3 separate regions of the Mus musculus genome follow, and regions 1 and 3 are each linked to region 2. A link is a contact called in public ChIA-PET and HiChIP or PLAC-seq data. All regions are on one chromosome and are shown on one strand. Each heading gives the region's core, a stretch centred on a gene start, on an enhancer-like site or on the middle of the called end of the contact. The rest is flanking DNA. Distances are from core to core; before and after follow the strand shown. Region 1 has its middle 23 kb from the start of Pomgnt2. Region 2 holds the start of Higd1a (HIG1 domain family, member 1A). Region 3 has its middle 29 kb from the start of Sec22c.

Region 1 (3,129 bases), core at 408-2,907, 160 kb before region 2:
TGCTACTGCTGATTTTGTGGCTGCTGCTGCTGTCTGTGTCTTGTGGCCCCAGTAGATTACTGAGGTAGTCTGTACTTCCTGTAGTGAAGGCCACAGGAGATTCTGCTGGCTCCACTCAGCTGTCAGCTAATGAGACAGTGATTGCTTTGAGTGTGGTGAGCCCGCAGGTCCTTTATAGTTGTCCAGAGGCTCTGTGTGGCCTGAGGTGTGTCTTTTGCTTAAGCTTTCCCCTTTTGCTTGTGAAAAGTTTCATAGAAACATATGGCTTACACACATACACTCACTCACTTACTCACTCACTCACAGACACACTCATACTCACACACAAATACACACACTCACATTCACACTCTTATACACACTCATATACACATACACACATTCATTCACACACACACTCTTTCTCTCTCTCTCTCTTTCTTACACACACACAGACACACACACACACACACTCACATACAGAGGCATGGCACCTTTCTGCAAATCATGACTTTTTAGATCCCCAGATGATGTCAAAGCTTTTTCTTCATCATAAATTTTTGGCCAACCTTGTTTGTATCAATGTTTTCCCATGTAACTTTATAAATATTATTTCTAATAATGTTATTAGATTTTTATATTAAATTTTAATTTGTATGTGTTTTGCCCATGTGTATGTATGTGCGCTGCTGTCATGCCTGGTCCACGCACAGGTCAGGAGAGGACAATGGGTCCCCAGACCTTGAGTTGAGATGGTTATGAATCCCCATGGTGCTTTCTGACACTCGGAACCCAGTCAGGTTCCGCACCAACACAGATGTTGGCTCTCTGCTCTCAGCGTCTTCCTTCTATCGTGAGGGGCTTCCATCCACCTCTGTAACTCTGTTTAAAATAAAGGATATGCCAAAGTGTCTGCAAATGTGTTCTTATTTAAAACCAAGCAGAGATGACTTTGATGTGTTTGACGCTGACGGCTCAAAGTGAGCCTGCTTTGCTCTCTCTTTTGGTTGATGAGACAGATCCCCTTTCTCTTCCTCGCACTATACCGGCTCTTGCTGCAAGAAGGAATTCACACAAAACATCTCAACCTGGCTTTCTTCTGATACTCACGGAGGCATCGCAGGCTGACACTTGCCCTTCTCCTCTGTGATTCTAAGACCTGGGGTCAGTGAGTGACTGTGCATGGAGAAACACCTACAGATAGACTCGGGTGGGACCCATGGAGGTGTCATTTTAACAGTACAAAAGAGCCAAGGTTCTCTTCCTCAGTGCAGCCCTTCTCAGACCACACACAGCAGGAGAGCCAGATGCCGCACCTCTGCCAAGTCTCCACGCTGCTTGGCAAGGAGCGTGGCCAGCAGCCAATGGGGCAAGGGGCAGAGGGGAGAACATTCTGAGTCGGCTTTACAGAGTCACAGTTTCAACTTAGTCAAAAGTGGACTCTTTAATAATATAGAGCCTTTAAGCAGCCAAAGGCTTAAAGTCTAGCATAAAGCAGATTCTCACAGCTGGAAGGTAAATCCCCAGAAGACAGCCCTCACCATGGAAACGCTGACACAGCCTTCCAGTCCCTCTCGGGAATTAAACCCCTCATTTCAATGTTTTTCTTTATTTTGAGCTGGAATCACATACAAGTCTAGGAATGCAACTCGTTCTGATAGGAAACTAAATGCTGCCCCCTGTCAGGACCCAGAGGGAAGTGTCCTCTCACTACAATAGTGCACAGTCAGGTTTAGACAATCATGGACCCAGGAAAGAAAATCCTGCAAGGTTTTTCCCTGGGAAAAATGAAGAAGGGAAGGGAAAGGAAGGGAGAGGAGGGGGAGGGAGGGGAGGGAAAGAGAGGAGAAGGGGAAGGGGAAGAGAGAAAGGGAAGGGGAGGGGAGGGAAGAGAAAGGGGGAAGGAAGGGAGAGAAGGAAGGGGAGGAGAGGGAGAGAAAAAGAAGAAAAGGGAAGGGAAGGGAGGGGAGGGGAGGGGAGAGGAGAGAAGGAAAAGAAGAAGGGAACCGGAGGGGAAAAAAAGGAAGAAGAGGGGAGACATGATATTAAAAGAACAGCCACTGTGAGCAACTGGGGCTGAGTCCTTGGAGGAATTCTGGAAGCAGCGTAGGCTCCTTCCATAAAAACCCCACAAGAGGAGTTTCCAGAGTATGCTTTGCTGAGAAGCAGCCCAGAGAGTGAAACTCAGAACAGAGGTTAGAGGTTAGAGGTTAGAGGTTAGAGGTTAGAGGTTAGAGGTTAGAGGTTAGAGGTTAGAGGTTAGAGGGGAGGCTGGTAATGTCACCCAAAGGTCAGAGGACACAGCAACAGAAGGGCTCTGGGCAGGGAAGGGATCCAGCTGACTTTGCTGAGGTCGTCTTAAGCTCCTCTTGTCAAGCACCCAGCATCCCACAGCTCTTGCCTGGTATTGGTTCTTTCCCGACTTACCTTCGTGAATCTTAATACGCTGTTATTTGTGATGGAAGAGCATAGCATGTAAAAGAATCAGAAAGCTTATGTCCTAGTTTGCTTTCTGTGGCTGTTATAAAACACTGACCAAAATCAACTTGATTTTGGAAAGAAACTTGAAAAGGAGAGAAAAATGTTTATTCCATCTTACAATCCCAGCTAACGTGTCATCAGGAAGCCAGGCGCTCAGGGCAGGACCTGAAGCGGAGACCACAGGGGATGCTGTGTACTGACTTCCTCCATAAGCTCATGAAGATTTGAGCTCTCAGTGGCCTCCCCTAGCCCAAGGCTCTGAAATGGCCTATCACGACGATACCCCACTCTCTGATACCAATTTCTGTCCCAGTTTGCTTTTTGTTGCTGGGATAAAATATGGATAAAAAGTAAACAGGAGGGAAAAGGGTTTGTTTGCCTTACAGGTTATATCCAGTCCACCAGACCAGGGAAGAAATTGAAGCAGGGCCCATGGAGAAATGATTGCTTACTGGCTTGCTCTCTATGGATTTCTCGGCTGCTTTTCACACAGCCCAGACCTAACTGCATAGGGATGGCACTGCCCACTGTGCTGGACCCTCTCACCCCAACTAGCAATCAAGAAATTGCCCACAGACAAGCCAAAGGCACCTGCCTTTGATGGAGGCAATTCCTCAACAAAGTTCCTTCTTCCCAGGTGACTCTAGTTTGTGTCAAGTTGTCAAAAAT
Region 2 (3,124 bases), core at 313-2,812:
AGAGCAGGGCACTGCCGATCTCCTATGGAACATGCTTTCTCTAGTCAGGTCTTTCTTCGTTTACCACCACTGACTCCTGCTCAGCAAAGCTGTGTTTAGCACACCCATACAAAGAACATACTTTCAAAGACACAAAGCTGCCACATATCCAAGGTATGGAAAGCTTTATTTCATTTTTGTTCTTTGAACCAGGGCTTCTCTGTGTAGTCCTGGCTGTCCTGGAACTTGTACTGTAGACAAGGAAGGACTTGAACTCTGAGATCCACCTGCCTCCCTCCTAAATACTAGGATTAAAGGTGTGCACCACCATAAAAGTTTTATTTTAAAAATATGTGTATCTTGCCTGCATGTATACATGTATGTGCATCATATATACATGCCTGGTGCCTGAAGCAGTCAAAAGAGGGTTTGAGTTCCACTGAGTTGGGATGGTTGGGAGCCTCACGTTGAGTGTCAGGAACTGAACCTGGATCCTCTTGTAAGAAGAGTAACAAGTGCCTTTAAATCACTGGGACAACTCTCCAGCCACAGGCATAGAGTTTTATCATGTATAACATGGAATGTTTCCTACATATGACTTAACTCAAATAATTTTTAACCTGTGTTTGATCCTTGGAACCTGTGGGCAAAGGAAACAACAGGTCCCTTCATGTTGTCCTCTGCTCTCCACACATTTGCCATAGCACATGTGCCCCTCCCCACAATAAATAAAATGGTAATACAAAATTTTAATATTCAGTCATGACACCTGTTATGTAGTTATTGGAAGGTGGCTCATAAGACTACACCAGCCTTCAGGAAATTCAAGAAACGTATTGAGGGCCCAACAAGATGGTTCACTGGGTAAAGGCCACCAAATCCCACAATCAGAGTTCTAGCCCCAGGGTCCAGACATTAGGAGGTGACTGGTGAAGGTTGTCCTCTGACCTCAGCAAATGTTCACACAAGTAAATGTAATAAAATTAGTTTACAAAGAAAAGAAACATTGAGGTATGGGGAAGTTAGAAAGTTAGCCGATTCACTGTGGTTCCTCTTGCCAGTTTATATAATCGGTGCACAAAGGGGGAAGAAGCCCTCTGCAGAGCTGCCTCTGGCGGGGCAAGGGGTGGGCAGGGTAGACAAGACGGAATCCTTTCTCTTGTCCGTGGTTGGTGCTCTATTCGGGGTGAGGAGACAATTGTTCCTCTCCCTGAAGTCACTCAAAGTTGAGTACCTACCAGTAGCCTACCTCTCTCAGAGGCCGCCATGTTCTGCTACGCTGAGAGTCTTGGACAGACACGTCCCATAGTGGGGCTGTCGGTGTCTGCCATCCCCGGAGCCCACACGAAGCCCCGCCCCGGAAGCTGCCTGCCCCATCAGACTCCTCCCCAGGCATGTGTGAGGTCACTGCTCTCCGGCCACCACCAGCTCCGGGGAGGGACCCAAAGGCGCCCCGACGGCGCATGCTCCCGCTCGGGCGGGCCGCTCGGCTCACCTAAGCCGGTCTAGCCTGCGTGCGTGGCGTTCGCGGAGCCCAGCGAACCGGTCGCGAGAACCTCGAGGCAATTGGGGTTGGGAGGCAGCGGCCGCCAGGCGGCACCGCGCCAGCACTGCCGCCCAGGCCTCACGTCTGACACGAACAGCGCGCGCCGCCACGAACCGGGCCGGCCCCCCAGCCAATGGGCGCCGCGCTACAAGTGACCACGCCCACCGCCCCTCGCACGTAAAGGGAGTCTCTGGCCCGGCCTCGCCGGCTGCTGGCTTCTGATTGGCTGGGGCGAGCAGTGGCCGCAGCAGGCGAAGCCGGTGTTCTCGCACTCGGGTGGCGGCCAGAAACCGGCAGGACTGGAAGGGACCCCGCGTCTCGGTGAGTGAAGCGGGAGCCGGGCGGGAGGCGAGGGCTGCGGGGCGGGGGGTCCCTCGGGTGGGCGGAGGACTTGGGGTCCCCGTCGGCCAGTGCATGTGGAGCCGGAGGAAGGAGGCCGGAGCTTCTGGAGCGGATCGTGGCCGAGGGAACGAGAGTCGCGGAGGAGGCAACGATGGCAAACGGGGACCGGGCTGGTGCCAGCTTCGGGGATCCCGGGAGCAGTGGGAGGAGAGGGAGAGGGAGCGCGATCGCACGGGTCTAGGAGTCTGGACAAGGTCACAAGAAGGTGGGAGGTGAGGCAGGGCGCAGCGCTCGGGCACCTCGGCCTGGCCTTCCCGGGCGCCACCCGGGGTTTGCGCAGACCTTACGTGACCCTGTGTCACCGGATGGAGGAGGGAAGGCTGTGGCGGAATGCGAATGCCCCTGACAAGGGAACGGGGTGCAGAGATCACAAAAGCACGACTAAGGTTCAGGTGTGCCAGCCGTCCGGGTGACTCGATTCTGTTCTCTGCTTCCCTCGTTTATTCCTGGGGTGGAAAGCAGTCCTCTCTTTGAGGGGGTGATCCCTACCCGGGAATCTGCTTCCCGGACTACTGAGGCCCCCTGCAAATTGACAGTTTGGATGCAAATTCTTGACAGGTTCAAAAGGTTCTCGGTGCTCCTGGAATGTGCTAGAAGGTCTTCTCTGCACAGTATAACTTGAAAGGGCTTCTTAAGATACAAATCCTAGTGTTGTGCCCCTGGCCGTTTGAATCACAATCTCAGAGAAGCCATTTTGCACAAGCTGACAGGTAACTTAGGCAAAATCAGAATTTAAAATTTACTATTTTAGGTAATAGTTCTTAGGACCAAAGGGACATGCTGGGAAGAGTCTTCAGCTGTTATATCACCTGATGCCCAACCATTTTCTTATTTACCTCTTCTAGGTTGCCATGCCTTTGGAAAAGTGTGTCAGTAGTTATGCCTGGCCTTACAGAATAATGTGCTCAGCAAACTAAGTTTGAATATCTGGTTATTGCTGACTTAAAAATAAAAATATGTTCTACTTTCTGACAGATATAGGTCAGTCATTGGGTGAGTGAGATAATAAAAAAAAATCTAGTGGGAAAAAATCTTTTTAACTTGGAATTGAAATTGTTAGATAATTTAACTGAAGAGAGAATAGCCCATTTAACTATAGGTGTAATGTACACAGTTTTTACAGTTCAAAGACAGTATGAATTTTTATATTTTCAGTTCAGATTTACACCTGTAACATAAAAATGTTCATTTAACAAT
Region 3 (3,580 bases), core at 934-3,433, 180 kb after region 2:
TATGTGGGCCCCAGTTCTGATTTATGGGCCCATGAAATGGTGCTTATCAGGAAGGGGAAGCAGCCTGCCCATGTCTTCCTGTCAGTGGCTAGAAGAGGCAGCCTCCCTGACCACGAAGCCCTAACTCCAGCTGCTAGCCTGTTTATTTCCTCTGTGATGCTCCGTATATGTCTCTGTTATCACTCCCGGGTATATAGTCTCTCACCCTCATCCTCAGCACCAGCCACTTTGCACAGGGTGAGTGTGAGCCAGTGTGATGGTGAGTGAGTGTGAGCCAGTGTGATGGTGAGTGTGAGCAAGTGTAATGGCGAGTGTGAGCCAGTGTGATGGTGAGTGAGTGTGAGCCAGTGTGATGGTGAGCGAGTGTGAGCCAGTGTGATGGTGAGTGAGTGTGAGCCAGAGTGATGGCTATCCTTCATGGCCATGACCGTGTTTGTAGTTACACGCCTTTGGGTAGATCTGTGAGGACGTTTCCAGACAGGATTAACTGAGAATGGAAAGCCCACGCAAGTCCTTTGAGTGTGGATTCCTCCATCCCATGGGCTGGGGTCTCAGGCTGAGTAAAGAGGAGAAAGCAAGCTGGGCACCAGCATCCATCTCTACGCATGTCACCAGCTGCATCGCATGCATCCTTCCCTGACTTCACTGTCATCATGAACGATGTCCCCTAACACCATGACGCTGCTGAATGTATGTGAAAGCATGGCATGACAGAGTCAGAGCTGGGATTCTAAATCCTCAATCTTGAAAGCCACTGCCCTTTTCTGTCCCCAGGGAAAGGTAGGAAGGGGGACTTCTATCTCCAGAAGACGTGGGGAAAAGATGGTGCAGAACTGCCGGGAAGGAAAGAGGGAACTCCGACACAGGCCACCCTGTCTCATGACCTGGAACATCTTGAGGGGGGAACTGAAAACCAATAAAGAGGAGTATTGCCCCCTCCCCACCCCATCCCCCGCTCCCCATCAAAACAAGAGCCCCTCCTCCAGCCCAGCAGCCTCCAGGGACAAAGGAAGCTACAGATTGAATAGAAGAGGATTTGAGTGAAGGTAAGTTTGGTGCACCACAGAAAGCCTAGCTCTTGGGAAGCTGGGCATGATGATTCAAGGTCAAGGCTAACCTTGGCTGCCTAGTCAGATCCCCTTTCCAAAAAGTTCATATTAAGATTTTGTAAATGGTGGGAGGAGGCAGCTCAGTTGGTAGACATGTTTGCCTAGCATGCCTGAAGCCCTGAGTTTGATTCCCACCACAGCATACACAGGGCGTGGTGGTGCACACCTGTTATATTAGTTAGCACCCTGGAGATAGAAGCAGGAGGTTCAAGGTCGACCTCATACGTAGTGAGTTCAAGGCCAGCCTGGGTTACATAAGATCTTTCTGATCCCCACCCCCCGTCCCCTTAAAAAGAGAGAAAAGGAGGAAAAGCCTGGCTCCATGAACATCATCTGGCCCATCAGCCCCCAGAGGAGCCCCAGAGGAGCCCCAGAGGCCTGGAGCCTCCAGACAGCCACAGCGCATGAGCAAACTGGGTCTTGTAGGTTCATGCAGGAGCTACCTGGTGCATGGTGGGGTCCACTCTAGAAGCTGTGGTAAAACAGCTCACACCTGGTTATAGAAAGAGGCAAGGCCGAGACTGAGGGGAACTGGAGTTCCCCAGAGGAGGTGGCTCAGCCAGAGCCTGTCAAAAGAACAGGCTGTGATTAATGGCCACAATTTGGGGGGGGGGTTGCTTTTTTTTTTTTTTTTTTTTGAGACAGGGTTTCTCTGTGTAGCCCTGGCTGTCCTGGAACTCACTCTGTATGTAGACCAGGCTGGCCTCGAACTCAGAAATCCGCCTGCCTCTGCCTCCCAGGGGCTGGGATTAAAGGCGTGCGCCACCACTGCCCTGCTTACGGCCACAATCTTGTATACAAAGGCTGGTGAATGCCCTCAAAGACCCCTTACTCAGTGCCAGGTTCTTTTCTGTTTAGACAGACACCTCAACGGGCTCTGCCTCGTGTCCACCTACCCACCTCTTCCTTCAGTTTCCACAGCAATGCCATGTGGAGAGCATCAGGCGCCAGGAGGGACCCGCCAGCCTCTTGTGCAGGCGGTGCTCGCTTGACCATGAACTGTCCTCCAGAGCCTTGTGCATTTGAGCACTTTGTCCCCAGCTGATGACACTGTTTGGAAGGTGTTTAAGAAGTAGGGCCTCTTGGGAGGAAGTGGGTCACAGGGGGTGACACTTGTGGGTTGAAACCTTGCACCACTTCCTGTCATCTCTTTGCTTCCTCGTGATTAACAACCAACTGCCTCCCGCTCCAGTCCTCATGCCTTCCCGGATGTGATAAACTCTATTTCTTATTTTAAAAATATATTTTTTAAAAGATTTATTTATTTTTATTTATATGAGTACACTGTTGCTGTCTTCAGACACACCAGAAGAGGACATTGGATCCCATTTCAGATGGTTGTGAGCCACCATGTGGTTGCTGGGGATTGAACTCAGGACCTCTGGAAGAGCAGTCAGTGCTCTTAACCTCTGAGCCATCTCTCCAGCCCCTTAAAAATATTTTTACGTGATTTAGTTATGTATATGTGTGTCTAAGTGAATCCCACGTGTGCGTAGATACCTGCGGAGACCAGAAAAGGGCATCAAATCTCCTTAGAACTGGACTTACAGGCAGCTGTGAGCAGCCTGTGTGAGTGCTGGGGACTGAACGCAGGACCTCTTCTGAGCAAGTGTTCTTAACTGCTGAGCTGTCTGTCTCTCCAGCCTCCTCTCCTCCCTTCTAAAACATCAAGCCAGGCTCTCTCCCTCGTTAAGTTACTTTGGTCATCTGTTTTACTGCAGCAACAGTGGAGTAATTAATCGAACCTTGGGCAACGGCAAAGACAGTCATGGCTGACACTTCTTTTCTGCCCCTCAGGCATGCTCTGCCAGCTCCTCAGAATCCCAGTCGCTCTATGGGTGGCCGGCTCCGTTAGTCTTTCTCCACTTCCAACCTTCGCTCCTGCTTCCTGGCCATAGACCTTCCTCACTTCCCTGTGGAGTATGTGTACTGTAAAGCCACCACACTGCGGCATCCTGCCTTTTCTCCAGACCCCTCTGTGGTCCTGTGTGCGGTCAGGTCTGGAAGGCTCCAGGAACGCCTCCCAGATTCTGCATCCTGGATTCTCCTAGAGAGAAGCTTTGGCGATGACTGGATGGCCCCAGGAAGGGGAAGACAGTTCTTGCTGCTGTATGGTGGCCACTGGCAGGCTCTGGCTGGTCACAGAGCTTTCTTGCTACTAGTTTAATAGATGAGCAACAGGGAAATTGGAAGGGATTTTCTGGGGTTGGGGGCGCCGTCCACAAGTCTAGAAGTGTTCCCTGACCTGCCCCCAACCATTGCCTCTCATTCTGCATAAAATGCCCAAAGCCTGTCCCCGCCCTGAGCCATGGCTGGCTCCGTGTCTTCAGCTCTAAGGCACATAAACCAAGCAACTCAAGTGAAGGCAGCCAAAGACCACACATGTCCCCAGAGAGCCACAAAAGGAGACCGAGCTAGATTTAAAAAATGAATCAACTTGCTTTATGGAAGCTTGTCTGTCCTAGTTTGCT

What was found. ChIA-PET counts read pairs in DNA pulled down with a chosen protein or histone mark. HiChIP or PLAC-seq counts read pairs in DNA pulled down with a chosen protein or histone mark.
Region 1: a contact with region 2 is called in an H3K27ac HiChIP or PLAC-seq map of embryonic stem cells, with 2.2 times the contacts expected there. The contact joins the enhancer-like site here to the promoter of Higd1a in region 2. A contact is called at or near these places in 12 of 39 promoter capture datasets (the 3T3-L1 cell line, 3T3-L1-derived adipocytes, the C10 cell line and 7 more), 3 of 15 datasets of contacts at CTCF or cohesin (the G1E-ER4 cell line, large pre-B cells and pro-B cells), 10 of 484 Hi-C or Micro-C datasets (the 3T3-L1 cell line, the C10 cell line, the N1E-115 cell line and 5 more), 9 of 115 datasets of contacts at active chromatin or transcription factors (the 230-238 cell line, T-cell acute lymphoblastic leukemia, embryonic stem cells and 3 more) and 1 of 9 other capture datasets (embryonic stem cells).
Region 3: an RNA polymerase II ChIA-PET map of effector CD8 T cells shows a contact between it and region 2, with 29 read pairs. The contact joins the enhancer-like site here to the promoter of Higd1a in region 2. A contact is called at or near these places in 2 of 39 promoter capture datasets (the C10 cell line and pre-B cells), 2 of 484 Hi-C or Micro-C datasets (CD4 T cells and regulatory T cells), 3 of 115 datasets of contacts at active chromatin or transcription factors (effector CD8 T cells, pro-B cells and thymic regulatory T cells) and 3 of 9 other capture datasets (adipose tissue, liver and pancreatic islet).

What each region holds. Positions count from the first base shown.
Region 1 is chr9:122,017,404-122,020,532 of GRCm38.p6, reverse strand. No RefSeq gene overlaps it. Among named protein-coding and RNA genes, the nearest start is that of Pomgnt2, 23 kb to the right of the region's middle. Within about 2 kb of position 1,657, at least 82 of the 459 cell types and tissues checked have an H3K27ac peak or open chromatin away from gene starts, as enhancers often do. A contact at or near this core is called in 3T3-L1-derived adipocytes, the N1E-115 cell line and neural stem cells, where this site is marked.
Region 2 is chr9:121,856,234-121,859,357 of GRCm38.p6, reverse strand. Higd1a (HIG1 domain family, member 1A) reads left to right here and starts at 1,562. Exons shown (of 4, transcript NM_019814.5): 1 at 1,562-1,846. Gm47112 (predicted gene, 47112) reads right to left here and starts at 1,611. Exons shown (of 1, transcript NR_168944.1): 1 at 150-1,611.
Region 3 is chr9:121,673,779-121,677,358 of GRCm38.p6, reverse strand. No RefSeq gene overlaps it. Among named protein-coding and RNA genes, the nearest start is that of Sec22c, 29 kb to the left of the region's middle. Within about 2 kb of position 2,183, at least 84 of the 459 cell types and tissues checked have an H3K27ac peak or open chromatin away from gene starts, as enhancers often do. A contact at or near this core is called in effector CD8 T cells, pre-B cells, pro-B cells and 2 more, where this site is marked.